Regions from separate parts of the Mus musculus genome. Here region 2 is linked to region 1. Evidence: chromatin contacts called from public Hi-C data. All regions are on one chromosome and are shown on one strand. Each heading gives the region's core, a stretch centred on a gene start, on an enhancer-like site or on the middle of the called end of the contact. The rest is flanking DNA. Distances are from core to core; before and after follow the strand shown. Region 1 has its middle 5.5 kb from the start of Gm30796. Region 2 holds the start of 5031425F14Rik (RIKEN cDNA 5031425F14 gene).

Region 1 (3,501 bases), core at 702-3,201:
TAAATGGAAAACTGCTGCAGAGCTGACCGCAGGGAAAACAGTTATTAAATGCCACGGGTCTCTGACTCTTGGGATGACTGACATCTGTGCTTGTGAGCTGGCGGGAGAGAGGAGTCAAAAGTTAGGGGGCTCTGAGTTCTCCTTCTAGAAAGTTCGGCAGCATGGAAGGAGAAAGGCCCTCCTCAAGTGAAGGTGGGCAAGGGTGTGGGCATAAAGACATAGGGGCCCTAGAGAGGGAGCCTGCAGGGTCCCCAAAAGCCAGTGAGGTGACAGAGACAGGCCCAATCCAACCCTGCTTTGCAGGTGTTGCTGGACTGACAGGGGGCGGGTGTGAGGAAAGGGGAGAGTTGGGGTCGGGGAGGGTGGGGGAGAGGAAACAGTAGCTTCTAGGGCTCTGCTGGGCAGCTGGGCCTATGGTACAAGTGGAGGTTGGAAAATTCGAGAAGGAGGGCTAGAGAGAGAAAGGGGGAGGACTGGGGTGGGGTTGGGGTGCTAGGCTAGGGGCGGCAGGTTTCTGGGTTCTATGTGGGTAAACTTAGAGGCTCACCTTCTGGGCTATGCCTCACTGCCGAGGAATCAAGGAAAAAAATAGGCACGTGTGATTTCTGTGTGGAGTTGCAGTCCCCAAGGTCACAGCCGACCCGCTTCCTTCAGTCAGAGGGCCACAGCAGGTTCCTCCCAGAAGCCCCTGTGGCAGAGCCATCGACAGGTGGAGAGGGAGAATTAGCCACGTGGCCTTTTCTCATCCTGTTCCCGTGCTCATTAAGGAAGTTCAGCGCCACCTTCTCGACACCTGCTTAATTGATTATGGGTTCAGAAGCCAAATTTAAACCCAGGCTTCTCATGACTAAAAACAGCAACAGCATTTGGCTTGATTTTTATAATATGCAAGAGTCAGGGTGTCTTTCCCTACATGGAGGAAGGGGGCACAATGTGAACAGGTCCTCTGATGTTTTGAGAAGAGCCAGAAGCAAAAATCTATTGATTACAAAACAAAACAGAAGAGTTGGTAGCTAACCAAGAAGAAAACAAAACAAAACAAAAAATACTAGTTTGTGCTGTCTGCCTGCCTGCCTGTCAGTGTTCTGCCTGGCTAAGCTCGTGGCACCTTCAGGACCCAAGGAGCTGGGCTCAGAAACTATGACAGACACCCAGCTTGACCCTGTTTTCAGAGTGACCAAGCTTGCGTTTACCACTCCCACGTTTGATAGAGGTGTGGGTGCAGCCCACACTTCGGCTCCCTCTGAGTGCCACAAGAAGCATCCTTGTCACCCAGGTGCTGTGAGAAAGGTCCCTTCCCCCAACCTCATGGCTGACACCCTGAGGCAGGAGGGACACGCACTAGGCACCTGCACCCATATAGGGAGATGAGTCTGCTGCTTCCCAGAGGCTGAGGCTGTGTCTGCTCAGAATTGGTGGCTGAGGCATGATGAGGGGGTGTTGTCAGGAGCTCCAGAACTTGGTATGAGTAGCTGGCCTGGGAGCTAATCGGTCACCCACACCCCAGCACTGTGGTGACAGATGTATGTCACCTTGCCTGGGTGCTGGAGGATTGGACTCAGGCCCTCATGCTTCTGAGGTGAAAACTTTACCAACTTTAACCAGGCCCAAGGCAGGCCAGTTTTAAAAGACTAGCCAAATAATTGCATAGCAGGTTCCTGGAGCTGGCCCAGGAGATCGCCCAGAGCTTCAGCGTGAGTGTGAAGTGCCTGGAAAATGTTGTCCCAGCAGGATGCATGGGCTGGGCCTGGAACTTAAATGTCATCAGTCAGGGGCTGGATGAGCCACTGAAGTCACAGAGAAAGGTGTCAGGATGACCTCAGCCTCGGCCCTTTGCTGTGGGGAGGTTTAGTCATGGAAAGAAACTAGATCTGCTTTTTCTGCACCCTCACCACCCCCAGGCTGACGCTGGGGAAAGCACATTTTGGTTGGCTGGCTAGCCAGCCTCCTCTTAAATATTTAACCCAGGCAGGGCAGTTCCTGCCTCCCACCTCCCTACCTCCCTCCCTCCCACCCTAGCTGTCCTTCAGCATCAGAGCTGGGGCCGGGAGGAGGGGCCCAGGACACATGTTTCTGAGTTAGAGATGCTGAAATCCTGGTAGTTACAGCAGTTTTAATAAATGGGGTTAATGCTCCAGGGTGAGGCTCTCCGTGTGCTGGTCACGCACAGCTGCCTGCATCAGTCCAGAGGTTTGTTTAAATGTACAGTTTAGAAGTGGATTAAGCAAGCTCTCTGAAGCCCAGTGTGCTGGGCAGGCGAGCACAGGGGACTGGTCAGAGCACAGACCCAGAGCCAGGGACAAGGATGCACAAGGCTGATTGACTCCAAGGATAGCGGGATGGAAAAGGAAGAGGCTTAAGTGAGATTTTTCAGTGAGCCCACAGCTGTTGGCTTCTTGGGGCGCTCACTGCAGCGGCTGGGGTTGCCTCCGCTTCTTCAGAGTCTGGGTCAGGCCTGGCAGATCAGGTCAGAGCTCGCTCTGTCCTTGGCCACTAAGGTGGATCCTCACTTCTCTTCCCTAGTCCTCCTTCCTCTGTCCTGCTGCATCCTGGATCCCACTTCAGCCATATTTAATGAGCCTTGGTAGCTTCAGTGCTACACCCCAGAGTGGACAAATGACAATAGGATTATTTCTTAGGTTTCTAGGTCTGAGAAGATTGAGGTCAAGGTTCTGGAAGAGCTGGCGTTCGCTGAGGGCCACTTTCCATCAAGGCATGGTCTCGTGACTTAACTACTCCCAAAGGCCGTGCTTCTCAACTGGGTTTTGTGGGGAATGGAGTGCTGACATACATCTGGACGCCTTTAGGCAAATGAATCCAGCTCAGCATTGCTTGGGACACTGGGGAGCTCATGGGCGAGCAAATGAGGTCATGGGATGCTTACCCGACTCTGTGAGACGGCTTAACCTACAACACACACTAAGCAAAAGATGCACTGCTTGACAGTGGCTCGTGCCATCTGCCCTGAGGTGGATGTGACACATTTGCACAGGTGACGTAGTAAGGACAGGCACCTGGGGACAGGGAGTGGGGCTGGCAGGAAGAGGTGCCTCCCAGAGGCAGGAGCAATGGCGGCGGCGGCGGCAGCAGCAGCAGCAACAGCAGCAGCAGCTTTGAGGAGAGCCTGAGACTTGGAAGGGAAAAGCTTGGTAACACACTGTAACAGGTACGAGCCTGACTCTCTGGTGAACCATCTAGGTTCTCGTGTCTCAAGACAAAGGACTACACTGGGCACATATGGTGAGAAACAGAAATAAAGGTGAGCCAAGAAGCAAGATCACTGAGCAAGGGAAATGGACTTCCAAGAATAGGAATGGGCTATTGAGCAGAGGGGAAAGCCAGAAGCACTGGGTTGGAGGCAGGGGACACTTAGAAGGCATTCACATAGCACCCACCTCTCCCACATCTGTATAGCCTGGGTTTTCCTTGTACATGCCCTGTTTGCGACTTGAAGCCTGGGTGATGGAGGGCTTCTAGTCTTTCTCTTCAAACCAGCTTCTT
Region 2 (3,417 bases), core at 208-2,707, 48 kb before region 1:
AGCCAGCGTGTGGGACACCAGGAAGTGACGACACGGTGTCACAGTCACCACTGCTGCTGTCGTGACAACTCATGGCAGTGTCTGAAAGGGAGTCCCTGTCACTGTGGGGTGTGGGTTACCAACTTCTCACGTCCTCATCAGTGAGCCATGGAAAGGCTTAGTGATAACCGAGCTGTTGCTTTTCTTCTTTGGTCTGTTGGTATCTCCAACCCCGTTATGCCTGTGACGGCCCACTTGGAAATGGAGGCAGACAAACTTACCACCATCTCTCTAACCAAGCAGAGTGCCCAGCAACCGAAGCAGGCGTTCTGAAAACCCCACTTCCCACCTCTGCCAGTGCAGAGGTCGCTGTGAAGGTCAGTGATGACTCGGCCCCTAATCCTGAGTCCTAGTCCCTTCCTGCCCTGCTGACCGACTGGAGGCCATCTCATGGCTCATGATTCCTCACGAACCCAATCCCAGTGCCAGAGTCAGAGCTTCACAGGCTCATGGCCTCTGTGTGCCAGAACAGATTCAGCTTGGAAGCAGGCCAGTTGCTTACAGCTCCAAAATGGCTTGGCAAAGCGTCTGAGACACGGCCTGTGGTCTGTGCTGGGTGAAAACTCGCCCACATTTGTTAGCGATTAACTGATCTGCAGATGGAGCTCAGTACACCTCCGTGACCCACAGATAAACCAGCTCACTCCTAACAAGAGAGGCAGCTCGGGACTGTTCCAGCTCGGGGCTGTTCCAGCTCGGGGTCTCTCCAGCACAAGGCTGCTCCAGCTCAGGGTCCCTCCAGCACAGGGCTGCTCCAGCTCAGGGTCCCTCCAGCACAGGGCTGCTCCAGCTCAGGGTCCCTCCAGCACAGGGCTGCTCCAGCTCAGGGTCCCTCCAGCATAGGGCTGTTCCAGCTCAGAGTCTCTCCAGCTCAGGGCTGCTCCAATTCAGAGTCTCTCCAGCTCAGGGCTGCTCCAGCTCAGGGTCCCAGCACAGGGCTGCTCCAGCTCAGGGTCCCTCCAGCACAGGGCTGCTCCAGCTCAGGGTCCCTCCAGCACAGGGCTGCTCCAGCTCAGGGTCCCTCCAGCACAGGGCTGCTCCAGCTCAGGGTCCCTCCAGCACAGGGCTGCTCCAGCTCAGGGTCCCTCCAGCACAGGGCTGCTCCAGCTCAGGGTCCCTCCAGCACAGGGCTGCTCCAGCTCAGGGTCCCTCCAGCACAGGGCTGCTCCAGCTCAGGGTCCCTCCAGCACAGGGCTGCTCCAGCTCAGGGTCCCTCCAGCATAGGGCTGCTCCAGCTCAGGGCTGCTCCAGTTCAGAGTCTCTCCAGCTCAGGGCTGCTCCAGCTCAGAGTTATTGGGAGGAAATATCACCAGAGAAAGAAAGGAGCCTAGAGCGTGAAAGCAGGGTGTGAGGCAAGTCCCAGGAAGTTCTGGGGAGGCCAATGGTCATGTGTTGCTTCTGGAGTCTGTGGCTCTCCTGTAGCCCTCTTCTTGTGGGAAAGATGGGGAAGGAGAGGAAGTGAAGGGGGTTCTGGAAGTTGGGGGGTCTTTCAAACCTTAGGCAGCAGTGGGTGTGTGCTTAAGCTCAGGGCAAATAAATATGGATGAGAAGTAGACATAAGGTTGAATTTCACTCTTCAGATGAAGTGCATCTGGACTCTTGTGGGCAAAGAACCCAAAGATTAAAGCTGCCAGGCCAGCCACAGGCCATGACCACCTAGTTTAACAAGGGCAAAGGGTGGCAGTCACAGGTAGTTACACATCTGAGTGACATTCACGGAAGATACACCTTAAGGGACCAAGGCTTCCTCTGGGTTCACATGGTGACAAAGCGCCCTTTCTCATGGTGGGAAAGGCATTCATGGCAGAGTCCCCTGTGACTCCCCACTGTGGCTGCCGGAATCTCCCACTGCTTGCTTAGATCCTAGAGCACTGGTTTTCAATCTATGGGTTGTGACCCCTTTGGGACTCACATATCAGATCCTGTGTATCAGATACATACGTTATGATTCACGAGAGCAACAAATTACAGTTATGAAGTAGCAACAAATAATTTTGTGGTTGGAGGTCACCACAACATGAGGAAGTGTATCAAAGGGTCACTGTATTAGGAAGTTTGAGAACCACTGGCCTAGAGGCTCAGGAAACAGCCAGGACTGCTATACCAGGGGTGGGGCTAAGAAAGGCCCAGCCACAAGTGACTCACTTCCTCCAACTAGACCCTATATATAGAAGGATTCTAAAATCCCCCAAACAGAGCTGCTGACAGGACACTAGGTGGTCAAGCCCAGGAACCCAAGGGGACGGTTCACACTATCAGGTGGAACTTAATCTGGATCCTTATAGCAAAGGAAGGGTGGTGGATTAGACACACAGGGTAGCTCACACAACCCAGGAGTTGCCAGTGTAATCTCACCAAGCAGAAACGTTGAATTTTGTTGACTAAGGTTTTTTAAAAACCTACCACTGACCATGTGGCCCACATGAAGGGGCAGCAGAGAGATTTATCATGGTACTGTTTACTTCACTGGGAAAGTGGAAGTCACAGGGACAGAAAACACACCACTGCTATACAGCTCCAACACCAGACATCCCAGGGGTCTCCAAGAAGGACACTTCTTATTCATCTCCTCTCTGAGCCCTGGATGGGCTGGTTAGAACAAAGAACAAATAAGAAAAGAGCAGGCTGGGTCAGGCTGCAGGAACAAACAGGGGCTTCCACAGGAAGAGGGTCTCTCCCTGTCCCCACTCTGGGACATGGATGGAGAGTGGCTTTCTTCCTGTTCCTACAGGAGCACAGGCAGGGCGCTTACATACAGCTTAGCGCTTGTTCTTCTGCCCCAGTGTGACACCCAGGAAGTAGGAGAGTGACAGACCCCGCTGTCACCCCTGGGACTGTGGAGTGGCTTCCATGAGACGCTTCCACAGAGCATGGAGGGATCTAAGCCCCACCAGTGTGTCTGGTAGCGCCAGGTCCCCGTGTGCCTGTGTGCTGTGCACTCTCAGGCTGCAGAGCTTCTTCCTAACGCAGCCCTGTGCAGGGCACAGCTGGAGAGGGGACAGCTGATTTCAACCTGTGTCCTGGTCCCAGCCACAGCCCTGATTTAACCACACAGGCATCCTCCCCAGGCAGGTTCCTCTGTCTCTTTATAAAGGGACAGGCTGAGCTCACTGTCGCCTCTGCTCCATTTGTTTTCCACGCTCTGCTTCACCAACCGTTGGGCATCCGAGTTAATTTTCTTTACTGCTGTTAACTTCGCCTTTCAATTACGCAAAACGTCCTGACTGAGCAGCAGCCAGCACAGGACCTCATCTCTACTGACACTTGGTGCTGTGGGGCTCAGCCCTGACTGACAGGGCCAGTGGCTTCCCTTGTCAAGCCCGGTCTTCTCCAAAATACGAGTGACAGGATGGGCCCCTGAAAGCTGCATGGCTGTGG

What was found. Hi-C and Micro-C count contacts between places; a contact is called where the count stands out from the background.
Region 2: a contact with region 1 is called in a Hi-C map of natural killer cells, with 4 times the contacts expected there. The contact joins the promoter of 5031425F14Rik here to the enhancer-like site in region 1. A contact is called at or near these places in 13 of 484 Hi-C or Micro-C datasets (B cells, CD8 T cells, the HL-1 cell line and 8 more) and 5 of 115 datasets of contacts at active chromatin or transcription factors (cardiomyocytes, embryonic stem cells, fibro-adipogenic progenitors and 2 more).

The regions. Positions count from the first base shown.
Region 1 is chr2:166,397,686-166,401,186 of GRCm38.p6, reverse strand. No RefSeq gene overlaps it. Among named protein-coding and RNA genes, the nearest start is that of Gm30796, 5.5 kb to the left of the region's middle. Within about 2 kb of position 1,951, at least 110 of the 459 cell types and tissues checked have an H3K27ac peak or open chromatin away from gene starts, as enhancers often do. A contact at or near this core is called in B cells, CD8 T cells, the HL-1 cell line and 5 more, where this site is marked.
Region 2 is chr2:166,445,491-166,448,907 of GRCm38.p6, reverse strand. 5031425F14Rik (RIKEN cDNA 5031425F14 gene) reads right to left here and starts at 1,457. Exons shown (of 3, transcript NR_015558.3): 1 at 261-1,457.